2 separate regions of the Mus musculus genome follow, and region 1 is linked to region 2. The links are chromatin contacts, called in public Micro-C maps. All regions are on one chromosome and are shown on one strand. Each heading gives the region's core, a stretch centred on a gene start, on an enhancer-like site or on the middle of the called end of the contact. The rest is flanking DNA. Distances are from core to core; before and after follow the strand shown.

The links. A called contact is a pair of places that touch in the nucleus more often than the background predicts.
Region 1: a Micro-C map of embryonic stem cells shows a contact between it and region 2, with 28 times the contacts expected there. The contact joins the promoter of Otp here to the promoter of Irx2 in region 2. A contact is called at or near these places in 3 of 39 promoter capture datasets (cranial neural crest, embryonic stem cells and hippocampal neurons) and 3 of 484 Hi-C or Micro-C datasets (all in embryonic stem cells).

The regions. Positions count from the first base shown.
Region 1 is chr13:94,873,595-94,876,898 of GRCm38.p6, forward strand. It overlaps Otp (orthopedia homeobox), which reads left to right and starts at 2,042. Exons shown (of 3, transcript NM_011021.4): 1 at 2,042-2,212. The coding sequence starts at 2,176.
Region 2 is chr13:72,626,945-72,630,604 of GRCm38.p6, forward strand. Irx2 (Iroquois homeobox 2) reads left to right here and starts at 1,876. Exons shown (of 5, transcript NM_010574.4): 1 at 1,876-2,369; 2 at 3,627-3,660. The coding sequence starts at 2,118. Gm20554 (predicted gene, 20554) reads right to left here and starts at 1,620. Exons shown (of 1, transcript NR_030701.1): 1 at 1-1,620.

The DNA.
Region 1 (3,304 bases), core at 792-3,291, about 22 Mb after region 2:
CAGAGGGGCTCGGTTTGCTTTAGGGCTTGGGATTTCCCTTTCAGGAAAAACCGTTCTGGATAGCACACCAGGCGCTGGCCGAAAGCCCCCGAGGCTCCCAGGCGTGCTAGAGTCGCCTAGGCTCCTCCTAGAGCGCACCCCCGGCTTCGCGGCGCCCAGCTCCTGCTAGGCCCGGTTGGTACCCGCTGCCCGGCGGCCACTGCAGCCCCGCCAGGTCCCGAGCTGCGGAGTGAGCGTTCTCCGGCGCTCTGCGACACCCACGTAGCCCAGACCCTGCACTCACAAGCGAGTGTGCCCCGGTGCAGACGCGCGCACCCGGGTTGGGCACCGCAGGACTTTGAAAAGGGCTGAGGACGAGGAGGAAACAAAACTGCCCCAGAGTTGCTTCGCCGCCTCCTTTGTCTCCTTGCTCTTCCCTGTCACACACAGAGTAAAGGACACAGACACACACACACACACACACACACACACACACACACACACACCCTCGCATCTGCTCTCGGGCAGCATTTTCAATGTTTTGTGTAAGTCAATTGGGCGACGAACAAAAAAAGCCATTTGTTCGGTATTATTTAAAACAGACTTCAGAGGGCCACCCTTTGTGGAAGCTTTATTTGCACTAAATGAATAATCTTAATTGCATCACCCTCGAATTAAAAATCAATGTTAATCAAGTTGGGAGCAGTAAATATCAGTTTTCATTTTGCCTTGGGTAGAGGGCATTTTTCTTGTGTTGCAAATAAAAATACAAGTCAAATAACTTTAAAGGGGCATCATGTTCTGCTGCAAATACAATTGAAACGGATTGTTTGGGAGCAGATCAGAAACGGTACAGAATTTTGCACTTAATTTCCTCAGTTATCATTTACAATAAGAACCTCTGGGCTTGGCAGCCAAGTCTAAACAGTAGTAAATTAGTACAAATTTATACTGATTTTACTCTAATAATCGTAATAAAAGCTTATAGATTTGGCACTAATTACATAAATGCCTAATGATCTTGAAAATTACTCTGGTTAGAAATATATTACTAATCTAAACTTTGTTGTTGGCTGGCTCTGAAAAATCAGAACATTAGAAATGGTTCGCTTCACTTGTGCAAAAGCACTTTAAATTGTTCAAGTAGTTTAACACATCCAAGAGGAAAATAAAGAGCGGTTAACTTTATTTACTGCCTTAAGTGGCTTTGGTCGTCTAGCTGAACTTAGAAACTTTGACCGAAAGAGCAGGTTGGGACCTGGGTGAGAGTGTAGGCCTATCGGGCAGGTGGCCCTGGAACGCAGCTTCTGGAGTTCTGGAGGAAGGCTCACTTCATGAAGTCTCCCCCTCCCCCAAAGCGGACAGGGGACCTTGGCGGGGTGGTGGTGGGGGGGCAACTTCCTCTTTATTTTCTAGGCTTGCAATGGGATTGGGGCTCAGTAGGCCAGAGTCTGGGTCTCTAGAGAAGGCCTGCAGAACAGTGGCAGAAATTTAGGGTCGTTCTAGAGATGGTAGCTTGGCTGCCTGGTGAGCTAGGGCTTTGACTACCGCGGTCCAGTGTCCCCTAGCTGGCACGAGCAGGGGCAGCGGGGGCGCGGGTGCGGTGGGATGTGTGTGGGCTGGGGGTGGCGACTCTCAGGTCATGCAGAGGTCATGTCCTGCTTTGGTGTCTGAACTGCCCCCGTTCCAGGGACACCCTAGCTCTGATACACAGAGCCTGTGAAGCGAGCAAGGCAGGACAAGGAAAGGGGAGATGTGCCCGGAGAAAATCTCTGGGAAGAACTGACCGAGGCTCGGCCCAGAGGCCCAGGGCGAGGCCAAGGTGGCCGCTGCTGCTTTAGCGGCTGCTGGAGGCTGGAGCTGCCTGGGCTGCGGCCGCCGCCTCCTCCCGGCAGGCGCAGGCGGGCGGGCGGGCGGAGTGGGGGACTCTCCGGGCGCTGACATTTGCAGGCTGCCCTCCTGATTGGTCCCCTCGCCGAGCTGCTCACGGGTTCATTCATCTGTTAAGCACCTCCCCGTCTCTCTAAAGGACATTATAATGCAAGAAGCCCCCTTTTTAACCACAAACCGAATTTTCTTTCATTTAGGTGATCTATATATATCTATATCGTATAGCTTATAGCTTATATCTATTTTAAATAACTTAAAGCCGCTAAAATTTGGGGGGGAACAGCTTTCGCCCTGGAGCGGTGCGCGATGCTGTCTCACGCCGACCTCCTGGACGCCAGGCTAGGTGAGTGAGCGCCTCTCACCCGGGCAGCCAGGAGAAGCCGGGGCAGGAAATTGTCAATTTGTTCCTTATTTTACCTTAATGCGCCCTAAATGGACTAATTTCTTTAAAAGTAATTGTGCTGTATTAAAGTTTAATTTGATTTAACATCGTCTTAAAAAAAATCTATGGAATATGTAGATTCCAAAACAAAACGGAGTTGGGGATGCTGACACCTTTTTGTTTTTCTTATTTTTTTCTTTCTCTCTCCCCTTCATTATTAATATTATTATTTTTGGAAGGAGTTCTAGCCCGCGATAATTTGTTTGGAGGTGTTTCTCTCTTTTTCCACTCTTGTTTGCTTTGATTTGGAATTTCTTTCATCCCTTTTTCCCCTTCTTCCTTTCTATCATCACCTTCTCCTCTAAGTGTGCTTAAATTTGTTTTCTTTTTTTAAAAAAAAATCTTCTCCTTTGTGAAGGAGAAGCCGCTGTATGAAGGTGGATTTGCTAAGTGTGCTGGTTGAGAAGAAAAGCCCAACTCATCCTCTCGGGCATCCCTGCCTTCTACAAGGGACTCGGTGTTACCAGTGACGGGGAGGGACGAGCCGTTTATTTCTCGGGAGAGAAAAGTTGAATTCTCTAAAGTTTGATTCACTGTTATGGCTATAGAGTTTACTTAAATTTCTTTGAAGCTATCTGGGTTACCAAGTTCTGGGCTTCAGGCTTGGGGAGCTTTAGTGATGGATGTGACTCCGTTTCCCAAACACTTTCTCTGATTTGAGGGGGAGGCGGAGCTGATTTGGGCTTATTTTGAGAGGTGGAAGGCTTGGAGACATATTCATCTTCCGAAAGTCAGAGGGAATTGGCCAGAGTTCATTTAGCGCCTTTGCTCAGGAGGAGCAGCCTCCAAAGGCTCTCTCTTGATTTCTTTTTCTCCCGCACCACCCGACTAAGAATTTTCTCAAGGTTTCCTGGGACACCAGGGTTACAGTTAGTGAAAGGACTCGGGTGTGTTTCATTGTCAGGCCTGGGAGTGGTTTTTTTGTTTTTGTTTTTGTTTTGTTTTTTGTTTTGTTTTGTGGGAGACACGAAGGCCGGAGCTGTGAAGCACCAG
Region 2 (3,660 bases), core at 626-3,125:
CCTTCCCTTCCCTTCCCTTCCCTTCCCTTCCCTTCCCTTCCCTTCCCTTCCCTTCCCTTCCCTTCCCTTCCCTTCCCTCCCCCTCCCTTGAATGAGTATGCCCCACCCAGGGTCTTTTCTGTAGATGCTAGACAGTAAATAACTCAGGGTATAAAGGGGAGTGGGCTCTGCACAGGCACCGAGACTGCTGAAAGGGGTTCAGAAGTTCTGGGGGGTGGCGGGGGGGGGGGCAATAAGGGGAGGGTGTATGGTGGTGGCAGTGTTTGAGTAGAGTGCCTGGAAAGTTCCTACCAAAAGTGATAAATTTGCTTGCCTGCCTGCCCGGGAAAAATTGTCTCCAGTCCATCACTACAATTGATCCCTGGTTCCCTGGGACCTGGACAAGACAAAAAGCAGCCTGGCTGACTACAGCATTCATTCGGTGTCACGGATCTGGCTGCTGCAGGAGCTGGAGCGCCACGATCCAGGCCTAAGCAGAAGCCAGGCGCTCACAGGCAGGAGAACTCTGCCGCCCTCTACTAGCTTCAGAGCCCACCGAGAATAAAATGGAAGCTCAGGCCCGCGCGCCAGGTTTCAGAGTCCTCGTGCTCTACCTAGCAAGCTTCAAGGAGACACCTGTTGGGCGGGCGCCCCCTCCCGGGCCAGCTCACACCTGACCCCTACGAATCCCAAGCGCCCCCCATTGACGCTCCTTTACATCCAGCGTACTAGTGCCCATCCTGGCCATCGACTCCCCTCACTTGGGGAAAGGGAGCAGGTATGGTCGAGAAAGTTTAGGGGCTGGGACCTAAGGGCTCAAGGGACCCGCGAGTCAACTCCTGGACCTCAGGTTACCTGAACCACCTCACGACTGCGACACTTCACAAGCTGGCCCATGTCCTTTCGGGAAGTGGCAGTGGATACTCTAGCAAAGTCAAGTCAGCTCTCCTGACAGGAACCTCTCCCCCAATTTCGAACAGGCATTCAACTTAACAAAAGAAAACAAAAACTCTTTTTGGACCAGAGTGGCGTTTGTTGAAGCGAGTCACTCACTGGCGTGTTCCAGACGTTAACGGACATGATGTTCCTAACACGGCCTGAAATCTTCTCTGTGGACTTGGACAGAAGCCTCACCACGGGGCCTCCCACAGCTTCAAACCGAAACGCTCAGATTCCGGGTAGATGCTTGGCAGCCCAGGCACCAGGAGCAGGAGACCGGACGGGAAGCCACACGGGCAGCCTCAGCCTGGAGTACAGGCGGACAGAGGACTGTAGAAGTGGGATGCCCAGGCAACTCTGCAGGTGTCTCCACACTGCCCTCCATCTCCCTGCGGTGTCTGCCCTGGACACCGCATGCGACCTGGGCTGCTATCTTCAGGGTGATGAGGGGTGCCCGATCCGTATGTTCTCCAGGTGGATCGGACCTGGCCCGACTGCAGGAGGCCTTTGCTGACCAGTGCTAGGCGAGCAAGAGCGCCGGCAGTGCCCGGATGGGGCCCCGGGAAGGAGAAAGGTGGCTGGGCCAAGGCGGGAGTCGGCGGCGGGGTGCGCGGACGTGGCTGAGAGGATGTGCCAGTGGGAGGGGGTGAGCGCTACGCCCAGTTTGGCCAGGCTGGGCTTCACCGCTGCAGGCTGCGGGCCGGGGCGGGAGTGGAGAGAGGCCGCTGCGCGACAAAAGCCTGCACGTCCCTCCCTCCAGCCTCTGGCTGCCACTCCTCCGCCTTCCCCTCCACTTCCCACCCCTCCGCTCTCTGCCCCTCCCCCGGCCTCAGCGGGGCCTCGGCGGCGGGCGGAGCAGGGGAGGGGCGGGCACCAGAATATGCAGATGAGAGTGTGACGGACAGCTCGGCGTTCCAATGTCCCTCGGAAACTCGAGCGCTCCTTCCTCAACTCCTCACTCCTGACTGCAGACTCCCCCAAATCCCGACCGCCGGCCTGGCGCGCGGCTGCGCCCACCGGCTCCGCGCTGCCGCTACCGCCGCCCCGCCGATCCTCCAGCCCCGCGCCCAGCCTAGCGCCCACCAGCCCAGCCTGCTCCGGCCCGCGGCCTCGGTGCGCCCCGGCCGGGCGTGGATGGAGGGCGCCGCGCGCGCTGCCCGCTGCTCCGTGTGACGCGGGCCCCGCGCCCCGCGCCCACCATGTCCTACCCGCAGGGCTACCTGTACCAAGCGCCCGGCTCGCTGGCGCTCTACTCGTGCCCCGCGTACGGCGCGTCCGCGCTGGCGGCGCCGCGCAGCGAGGAGCTGGCGCGTTCGGCGTCGGGCTCCGCGTTCAGCCCGTACCCCGGCTCGGCGGCCTTCACAGCGCAGGCGGCAACCGGCTTCGGCAGCCCGCTGCAGTACTCGGCGGACGCCGCCGCCGCCGCGGCTGCCGGCTTCCCGTCCTACGTGGTAACTGCTTTGGGGTGGGGGCTGGGGAGACCCGGACCAGGGAGTGAGTTGAGCTGAGCGCTGGGGACGCGTTGCGGGTGGCAGCTCCAAAGTCACCAGCACCCGTTGCCGCACTAAACAAGGGACGGGACTGACCTGCAGAGCTCGTAGGCTGATTTCCCTTGAGCTCGTGCGAAGTGCTACTCCACCCGTGCCTGGGCCAAGAGTAATCTCTAATCCGCGCGTGCCGATTGCTGGGGCTGCGAAATCTGTCCACTGCTCTCCGCGTGGTTCCAAGCTGAGGGCCCCGGCTGCCCAGGCCTCTAGGGCCAATGCCGCAAGCTTTGGGTTTCTTGGCCAGACTGGTGGCGGCGGGGTCACGGGGTGGGGGGGTGGGGATGCGGGTGGGGGGGGGGTGGGGTGGGGATAGGCTGAGCCTGTGGCTCTCGCCCTAGACCCAGGCCGAAGCTCTTTAGTGTTGGCCGTTTTCTGTCTCGCTGACCCGGCTTTCAGGGAAAAAAAAATAATGTGTTAACGGGTTTGGGACCCGCTAAGTGCTGCCAGAGTTCGTAGTAGGCCTATGGGTTCCAGCTCCGTAGATCCGGGATCTGTCTGAGCATCTCTGAGTTCTGAAAACAGGCCCCGCCAGAGCGGGTCTTGGCAGTTTTGGGGTGTGTGAAGACATTGTGTATGGGCGGAGGGGGTTTGCTCTAGGTGGAATTCCCTGGGTAGGAACCAGGCCTTGGGAAAAGGTTACAAACCTCTCCTAGTTAAACGTTAAAGGATGAATTAAAATGCTAATTACTACGTAGTTGAAGAATTGGAAACGCTGACTGGCTTCTGAGTTGCAAATTGGATTTACTCTGCTTTAGAGGGTGAATAGCGGAGTGGGGTTCCGAAGTATTTTTTAAGCTACATAAGGGAGGGAAGGGAAGGAGGGAGCAGAGCGGGAAGCCTATGATGAAATTTAGATATAAAGAAACTACTTGCTGTAGTGCGGGACTATCCAGATATGTTTGCAGACACTGTTCGCGCTACTCGGGAAACTATGTCGTTTTAGAAAAAGTAAAGTGTTAAAACAAAATCCTAGAATCAAATGGCAATAGTTTTGTTTTCCAACAGCTAGCCTTGTATTTTTCTGGTTCTCTGGCTAAAGAAAGATTTCCAACCCAGAGAAGCCTAGCAGGAAAGGCAGCAAGGGGCTGACGGAGGGTCGCCTTGGGGGTGACGCCTGAGGGGCCCATGCACCTTCCACTCACAGGCTGTTGTGGGTTCCAGGGCTCGCCATACGACACGCACACCACCGGAATGA